Regions from separate parts of the Mus musculus genome. Here regions 1 and 2 are each linked to region 3. Evidence: chromatin contacts called from public Hi-C and HiChIP or PLAC-seq data. All regions are on one chromosome and are shown on one strand. Each heading gives the region's core, a stretch centred on a gene start, on an enhancer-like site or on the middle of the called end of the contact. The rest is flanking DNA. Distances are from core to core; before and after follow the strand shown. Region 1 overlaps Rtn4ip1 (reticulon 4 interacting protein 1). Region 2 has its middle 19 kb from the start of Gm40634. Region 3 holds the start of 4933404K13Rik (RIKEN cDNA 4933404K13 gene).

Region 1 (2,700 bases), core at 7-2,506, 93 kb after region 3:
TCAGGCCAAGACAGAACAGAAACTTGAGAGTAAATTCCTCCTTCGGGTTCCCTCATGGTTGTGTGTGTGTGCACATGTGCACTCGAGTTTTTGTGTCTGTGAATGTATGCCACATGTGTGAGAGCACTTGTGGAAGCCAGAAGTCTGATCTCCTTGAAGTAGAGTTGTGGCAATTGAAAGGCACCTGATGTGGGTGCTGGGAACTGAACTCAGGTCCTCTGGAAGAGCAGTAAGTGTTCTTATCTGCTGAGCCATCTCTCCAAAGAAGCCACTGTTAAATCAGCACATTATTGGCTTATTCAAACATTAGGCAGAAATGACAGAGCGAATTAGGATTTTAGAGTTTAAGAAAGCAAGTATGATAGCACATACCTGTAACCAACCACTCTGGAGGCTGAGCTAGGAGGGCCAGGACTTCAAGACCACCCTCGGCTCCATAGCAAGGTCTGAGGCCAGCGGGGGCTACCTAATACTCTGTCTCAACAACAAAGAAGAATGCATAGCATTGTAGTCATCATTCCTATTCTCTAGTGCTTTCTAGGTCTGCCATTAATTAGATCAAGCCACAGAATTTTCAGAGTAAGCTGTGGTCTATGAAGTGAGGAGCCATGTGTTAAAGACCTGGGCAATCTTGAATTACAATGTTCATGGGCTTTTTCCTATAGAAGCCAGTGGTTCTCAGCCTGTGGGTTGTAACCCCTTTGGCAAACATCTGTCTTCAAAATATTTACATGATGATTTATAACAGTGGCAAAATTACAGTCATGAAATAGCAGTGAAAACAGTTTTATGGTTGGGAGTCTCCACAATATGAACTGTCTCAAAGGCTGCCGACCATTGATATAAAATAGCAAGCAGCACACTTTTTTCACCATTTTTTTCTTTTTTCTAACTTTGGTTGGGTGTGCATGTGGAGTGTGGTGATACAGCAAGGTAGGTAAGAAAATCCTCCTGAACAGCACTGGGGGACAGAGTGAGGGTGGGCGCCACGGTGCTCTTCCCTTAGGTCTGCGAGGTACTTTATAGAATACAGTTAGCTTAGCCACAGAACGTCAGCTTATTGCTGGCTTTAGACTTTATTTTGCCTGCTGTCCCTTTAGAGATTGGCTTTGTTCGGAAAAAGAATAGGCCCTGCCTGACCCTACACAAAACTAAAGTTTGTGCGGCCAGAAAAAAGTCCTCCCTCAGTGTCTCAGCACTTCCTTGGTGCGCCTCCATCCCGTCTTGAGCCTGCTTCTCTGCTCGTTTGCACTTTGAGGGCTCCCTCAGGTGGCAGCATTGGGAACTGACACTGGTTGTAGAGCATCACGCTTTTGTGAGATAATTTTGCTGTTTTATTTAGGAAGTGAGGCTGCTTCGGATTAAGGGTTATGGGGAAGAGACAAGCTGACAGGAAGGAGGTCAGAGACATGTCTGTCAGTTGGAACCCGGGCAGCCATGATATTTGCTGTCCTTTTAATCCTGTCTGCTAAGTGTGTCCTCCTTTATCTCCAGTCCTTGTGCAAAGCAGACATCCCTCCAGGCTGAGTACTGCTAGTGCTGGGGTGCTTCTAACAGTAGTGCCGCTGGTTTGTAGCTTCCATAGGAAATCGTCTCAAGCCACCAGAGAGGCGTTTTCTTAAGCAGAGCCTTAGGAGTCAAAAATCACCGCTGTTAGACAAAAAAACTTGGTAAAATGCCTGTCCTTTCTCTGTCCTAATGTAGAGTAAAAGAAAAGTGTGATGTTACTTGAAGGAGAATTTGACTAATTTAGGTAATAATCAAAGAGTCAAGGCCAAGTATTTTATGGGTAAATTAACTGTTAAAAATCCGTATGATAGTTGTTTTGTTGTTTACATGATTTGGTTTGAGAGAGTCTCACTGAGCTGCCCAGGCTGATCTTGACCTTACATTCTCCTGCCTCAGCCTCCTCCTCCCGAGTGCTGGGATTCCAGGTGTGTACCAGCACCTCAGCTGTGTGACACTTCCTGTGTCATATTTCCCCACTTGGGAATACTAACGCTATCGCATGGGTTGAAGTTTGGAGGAGATGGAACATCTGCAGAGTGTCACCTCTTCTTCACTAGTGATAGCTTTGAGATGAAAACCACTTCTAGAAGTAACGTGATTTTCAAAGAGACTTTTTAAAATTATATTTAATGGTATTTCAAAGGGAACAGCTGACTTGGAAATTATAGTCATAACTCTTAACACACAACAGATGATAATAATCAGCCTCTGTGATTTGCGTGAGGGACAGAAAGATGAAGTAGCTAAGATTACAGGCAGGGTGTGTGTTCTAAGGCTCAGTGCACTGGTTAGCAGTAGGTGGCAAAATTCTATACTGTCTCGTAGTGAAGATAGAGGGCCTATAACTAGTAGTTATGTAATGATAGTGGTAGATAGACGGCAGGCACCCCCTCCACTTATCTCAGGAGTGTTTTCTGTGGGCGCTCAGGGAATTTTCATGAAATAGCCTCCGTAATAGTTAATATAGTACCAGATACCAGACCCCATTATGTCATGGCCTTCCACCTCTACTGGGTACAATGTTCTAGATATTTGACATCATGCAGCCCAGGTTCCGCCCCCCCCCCCCCCATGTGTGTACACATGTATGTTCCATAGCACTCGCATGGAGGCAGACAACACCTTTCAGGAGTTTGTTCTGCCCTCTTACCCCCACTCCTGCGGGTGCCGATGGTTGCTCTCAGGTGGTCA
Region 2 (2,872 bases), core at 53-2,552, 100 kb before region 3:
TGTCCAGTGTCATTGCTGTCACTGAACCAGCAGGGCTCCATCCCAGCATTGTGACAGCCAGCAAAATCCATACACACGTGGAGTGGGTAACAAGGCTCCTAATGAGAAGTACAGGTGAAAGAGATAAGTGAGGGTGGGGTGAGGGGGAGGTAGGGGTGGGGTAGGAGGTGGGTAAGGGGTGGAAGGTGGGGGGTGGGGGTGGTGCAGAGCAAATTTCCGCCAGCACAGGACCCCCCCCCCCCCCCCCGGGGATTTGCTGAAATGTAGATCAGGAGGTGTGGGGCAGGCTTTAGAATCTCATCTTCTCTACAAAGTCCCCAGACTGAGGTTGCAGCTTTCAGAGGAAGAAGAAAGAAGCAAGAAGCTTGGGTAGAGGAAGCAAAGACTTCACAAAGAAGAGAATACAAACAGATCTTTGAAGAAAGAATGGCCTGGAGCTGTCAACCTCCCCCGACGCCTAGCTGTGGGGAGACAGGGGGTGGGGTGTCCATAGCCCACCCTGCCGAAGCCAGTGAGTGGCCTGGAGCCAATAGCCTCACGCTCAGCCTCGCTGTAAGGGTTGAGTCTGGCAGACCCCAGGCAAGTTCATTTCCTTCAATAAATCCAGCAGCTTCCCCTTTGATAAATACTGTCAGAGCTGGAACATGTGGTGCTAACAAAATATGGTTTTAATTTGGGACCCGCTGCACTCACGGTTAAATACTTGTGTATACAATAGCAGCTTCACAGCCAGACAAGTTAATATGCCCGGGCTGAAAATGGCTAAGCCCATGAGGATTCGGTTATACACATTTTTGCTGCTCTGAAAAGCAACCTAATCACCATCATCAATTTTAATACTCCAGGACTTCTCGAGAACGTGGAGGCTTTTAAAGGGCAGCCAGTTTTGCCTCTGCATCCAGTGCAGAAGCCACACATTTGTTTCGCCGATATTTTATATCCACTTATTGTCATATGTTGTTTGACCTTCAGAAAACGGCATGCTGTTTTAATCAACAACTCAACGCGGCATTCAAACTCGATGGTGCATAGCCTCGTGGCAAACCCAGGAGGTGTTGGGGAGAGAAGACGGGGTTGGGGGAGGAAACCAGACCAGAGTTTAACAACAGCCAGGCTTGTTGTGGCGGGTCTCCGTCCTGGGAACAGAAACTCTCAGTATTTTTGCCAGGCTTGAGTGTGTCTGCCTTGGAATAGTCCAGGGAGAGGAGAAAACTGGTTAGACCAGTTTCCGCTGTGGCCCTGGCAGTGGACAATGCTGGTAACTGGACCTCCAGGAGAGCGTGGATAATGAGCAAGCCCACGGCTTCCAGACAGTGGGTCACAGGAACGGTGTGAGGCCATTTCCCGGCACACCAACGATCCCAGCACTCAGCTCGTAACCGTCCTGGGAGACAGAACTAAGAAAGGTCGGCAGCAGGTGTCCTGCGGGCGGTGGGCAGAAGAGAAAGCCAAGAGTTTTGGTTCCTGGAGTCGGGGTTTTCTCAAAAGACCGCAGCTTCAGGAATAGGGAGGGAAGTGAGCTGGGTCAAGCCCCGTAAAAAACGAAAAATAAACCACCCAGGAATCAATGAATAGCCTTAAAGGACTGGAGGTTTATTCATCAGGCATAAAGGGAGCTGATAGGAATTCTTTAACCATCCTGGAGACATCTGTATGCTGCACTTAAACACATTTTCCCCATTAATTAATTAATTAATTAATTAACTAATTTTAAATCCCAATCGCAGCTCTCCCTACACCTCCTCCCACATGGCCCTTCCCCCACACTCCATTTTAAAAAGTGTATTTTCCAGGCCAGTAGTGAAGTTCAGTACTAGAGGGCTTGCTTAGCATTCTCCAGGTCCCACACTGTACCCGGGATTGGAAAAAAAAAGTATTTTTCCTTTTATTATGTACTTATTTTGAGAGAACAAGACTACCATCCCTTGAGCAACAATTTCCCAGTTAATTATTCTCCATCAAATCCTTTGAAGGAGTCGTTAAACACTGGTATGAACTCTTTTGTTTTGGGTGCTGGGGACTGAATCCAGGGCCAATTGAGAGACACCTGTGACCCTTCAACTCTGGGTGCTTGTGCACAAGTATATGTATATTATACCTGAAAGGCATTGATGGAGAGAGATGGTTTTAATTAATTCATTTTTCTTCATTTTTTTCTTTCTTTCTTTTCTTTTTGTTTTGTTTTGTATGAGGATGGGGTTTCCCTATGTAGCCCTGGCTGTCCTGGAACTCACTCTGTAGACTGGGCTGGCCTTGAACTCAGAGACCTGCTTGTCTTTGACGCCTGAGTCCATGCACTGCTGGCCAGCTCTCTGTTTTGTTTTGTTTTTTGTTTTTTTTCCTAATACAGGGTCTTGCTCTGGGGCTGTTCTGGCTGCCCCAGAACTCATCATGTAACCCAACCCAGCCTTGTAACTCAAACACGGCAATTCTCCTGTTCCAGTCTCCTAATTTCTGGGATTACAGGTATGCACACCACATCCAGCAATGGACATTCCTCTTTATGATGAAGGCAAGTTTTTTCTGGTCTACTAATCTGTTTTAGTTGAAAGTGTTTAGGCACAACCAATAGGACTGAGTGGATAGGGAGTCTCCCAGGACACCTTACAGAAGTCTCTGTGTCCTGTTTTCTCTCATTTGTTGGCTGGGGAGAGAGAGGTAGTATTCTTGCCCACCTCAAATGTGTTGGTTAGGAACCATGGAGACTTTGGCCACATGAACATTCATTCAGCCTGTTGCTACCTTTGCCATTGGCTTCTCTTTTTTCTTTGGATCGCTTCCTCGCTAATGGAAGGATCAGGAGGGTGCATAGTTCATCTGAGAAAGAATGAATGCAGACTTCTAATGGTATAGAGATTGTATGCCACTAGTG
Region 3 (2,707 bases), core at 57-2,556:
GATATTATTATTATTATTATTATTATTATTATTATTATTATTATTATTATTATTAAAAGGGATAAAAATCAATCAAATAGCCCAGAAGCATCTCACTGGGAGGAGACCCATTCTTCAATCAAACTCGCCACAAGTCCACTGTCACAAACTCAGCCTGATCACCATGCCCATGTCCACAAGACCTTACTGGTCCTGTGCCTGTTAACCATATACAGTAGTTACTGTGTCTGAGTTTAATATCGTTCCCCTTCCTTCTTGCCTAAAATACATGTACAATGTTCTTTGCCACATCTGCATTTAAAAAAAAAAAAAAAACCAAAACCACTTAGTGCTTAGAGCACAGTTCTGTCAGGGAATAGAGGGAGAGCTTTCAGAAGTGTACTTTTACACAGCTGCCTTTGCTTAGTCACTGTGCCCCAGTGTTTTCATCTGAAAAAATGGGCACACTACTCTCCAACCCTGAGCTTACTTTACAGTGGTCAGTATTAACCAGTTTACCGTACAAAACTGAACAAGAACAGGCCTGGCTTTGTGTAATCCAAACTTCATATCAAATTCTAAGGTAATGTGATTTTTCACGGTGTTTGTTGGGTAAGTTGTCCGAGAAGGTGGTTTGACCTAAGTCTGGAAGGAAGCAACTGAAATGACTTGGTAGAGAAAGATGTGTTGGTTTTCCTTGGCCATAATCACTTACTTACTCATAATTCTATAATTTGAGAAACAAGTGTGTCCAGACACGGCCTCTGGGCCAAACATAGTTATGAGAGTGGTCTGATCAAAATTTGTAAACTTGCTGAAAGTTTGGTGTGCATGTATGTGAGAGTGTGGTGTGTAATGTGTACATGCATGTGTGCATGTGTGTGTATATGTGGTGTATGTGTGTGTGTATGTGTGATGAAAGTGGTCTGATTGAAACTTGTAAACTTGCTGAAAGTGTGTGTGTCTGTGTGAGTGTGGTGTGTGTGTGTGTGTGTGCGTGCATGTGTGTATGTGTTGTGTGTGTGCGTGCGTGCGTGTGTATGTGTGGTGTGAGTGCGCGCACGTGTGTGCATGTGTGTGTATATGTGGCATATGTGTGTGTGTGCATGTGTTCATAACACGATTGCAGGATTTTTTTTAGCATGAACTTTGTAGATGAAAATGCCGTGTTGTAATGTCAAAAGATTAAACACATAAAATATGGGTTGGCAGGTGTGACCAATCTTTGCTTGTTTCAGGATTTTCCCTGTCCAATCACATTAGGGCAGTGGGAGACCTGTGATTGGACAGAGAACGGGAGGCGGGGCTAAGAGTCTCAGAGTTTGTCAGAGGGGAGGAGAAGCAAAATGGCTGCTGACGTATACCCGAGTTTTATTTTCCAGCCACAAGTAGCCTTGATTTCATAAGGTTAGAAATATTGGAATAAGACTTTTATCATTATCAATTGGCTCTGAAATTATTGTATTGGCATCTTGTAAATTGTAATTCTATTGATACATAAATCTGCTTGGTTAAGCTTTGAGAGTCTTGATTCTACCGGATAATTAGGTGTTGAGATGACCAACCATGGGATGCGTAGGGCATTGCGTGGTAGTGAGAGGAACTGGGGACGCTGGAGAGATGGCCCGGAGGGAGCTGTGTGGTCCTGCTTGGCCAGAGTTGGCGAGCCGGCAGGAGCGCGGGAGCGTGATCCGGCCCTGCAGAGCATTGTGGGTTCATCTTTTAAATATTTCCCGCAGCTGACTGGGCCACTCAAGATGGTGTCTTTATATACAGTACGGACATATCAGGAAGCAGTGGGCCAGGGATCTCTCAGTCCTTATAGTTTCTCTTGCTCTTCTCATGGTCATGGTGGCTTATCTTTTTAGAGTGTGCCCAGCTACCCCTAAAGCAGGGAATCTTTTGCCTGTGTTGAGACTCTCAAGAACTTCGCTGTATTTTACCGGTGAAAGAAGTCCCAGGATCAGTCTCCAGAGGAGGGCTGTGTTACTCAACATTCAACCACTATAGCAAGCCCCAGAGGTGATCAGTTTATAAAGAGGAAAGGTTTCGCTGGCTCGTGGATTCACAAATTTCAGCCATGTTCAGGTGGGAAGGCTGAAGGATCACTGAAGGAGGAGATGCTGAAGCCGTTCAATTCACAGTGAGGGGACAAAAAGAAAGGAAGACAGGCTTAAGTGCTCACTTATCCTCTTAAATGGTGCACTTCCAGGGGCCCAAAGCCTCATCGAAGGCCCCACTACTCAAAGGCTTCCCTGCCTCCCACCCGAGCCCTCCCAAAGACAGAATATTTAATACTCAGAACTTTATACCAAAACGTAAGAAGGAACTAGAGCTGACCAAGAGGAGCAGGAAGCACGGTTCACTGGATCCACTGTGAAATGGGCTAACGCGGAGATAAGTCAGAAGGCCTCCTGGGATCAACCAAGGTGAGCAGAGGAGGCCTGAAAACGGGTACTTAGCTGTCGATTTAAATAGAAACACCACCTGCAGCTTTATTTGGTTCTAAAATAGTTCTTGGCTAGGGGATGTAGCTCAGTGTTAAGACTTACCTACCATGTTGGTTCATGGCCAGAACTGCAAAAGAACAACCATATCATGGTATACACCCTGTGTTAATTAGCTTCCTGTCACTGTGACAAAAAAATTAAATAAAACAAAGCAAAAAAAAAAAAAAAAAAAAAAAAAAAAAAAAAAAAACCCTGGGAAAACTTAAAGGAGGAAATAT

The links. Hi-C and Micro-C count contacts between places; a contact is called where the count stands out from the background. HiChIP or PLAC-seq counts read pairs in DNA pulled down with a chosen protein or histone mark.
Region 1: a contact with region 3 is called in a Hi-C map of the CH12 cell line, with 2.4 times the contacts expected there. The contact joins the enhancer-like site here to the promoter of 4933404K13Rik in region 3. A contact is called at or near these places in 2 of 15 datasets of contacts at CTCF or cohesin (large pre-B cells and pro-B cells), 33 of 484 Hi-C or Micro-C datasets (B cells, CD4 T cells, the CH12 cell line and 17 more), 6 of 115 datasets of contacts at active chromatin or transcription factors (the 230-238 cell line, embryonic stem cells, large pre-B cells and 1 more) and 3 of 9 other capture datasets (adipose tissue, macrophages and pancreatic islet).
Region 2: an H3K4me3 HiChIP or PLAC-seq map of the 230-238 cell line shows a contact between it and region 3, with 18 read pairs. The contact joins the enhancer-like site here to the promoter of 4933404K13Rik in region 3. A contact is called at or near these places in 1 of 39 promoter capture datasets (hematopoietic stem and progenitor cells), 1 of 115 datasets of contacts at active chromatin or transcription factors (the 230-238 cell line) and 1 of 9 other capture datasets (liver).

The regions. Positions count from the first base shown.
Region 1 is chr10:43,917,900-43,920,599 of GRCm38.p6, forward strand. The region is part of intron 4 of Rtn4ip1 (reticulon 4 interacting protein 1); the gene reads left to right. Among named protein-coding and RNA genes, the nearest start is that of Rtn4ip1, 17 kb to the left of the region's middle. Within about 2 kb of position 1,257, at least 20 of the 459 cell types and tissues checked have an H3K27ac peak or open chromatin away from gene starts, as enhancers often do. A contact at or near this core is called in B cells, the CH12 cell line, bone marrow-derived macrophages and 3 more, where this site is marked.
Region 2 is chr10:43,722,314-43,725,185 of GRCm38.p6, forward strand. No RefSeq gene overlaps it. Among named protein-coding and RNA genes, the nearest start is that of Gm40634, 19 kb to the right of the region's middle. Within about 2 kb of position 1,303, at least 114 of the 459 cell types and tissues checked have an H3K27ac peak or open chromatin away from gene starts, as enhancers often do. A contact at or near this core is called in the 230-238 cell line and liver, where this site is marked.
Region 3 is chr10:43,824,601-43,827,307 of GRCm38.p6, forward strand. It overlaps 4933404K13Rik (RIKEN cDNA 4933404K13 gene), which reads left to right and starts at 1,307. Exons shown (of 3, transcript NR_131055.1): 1 at 1,307-1,386.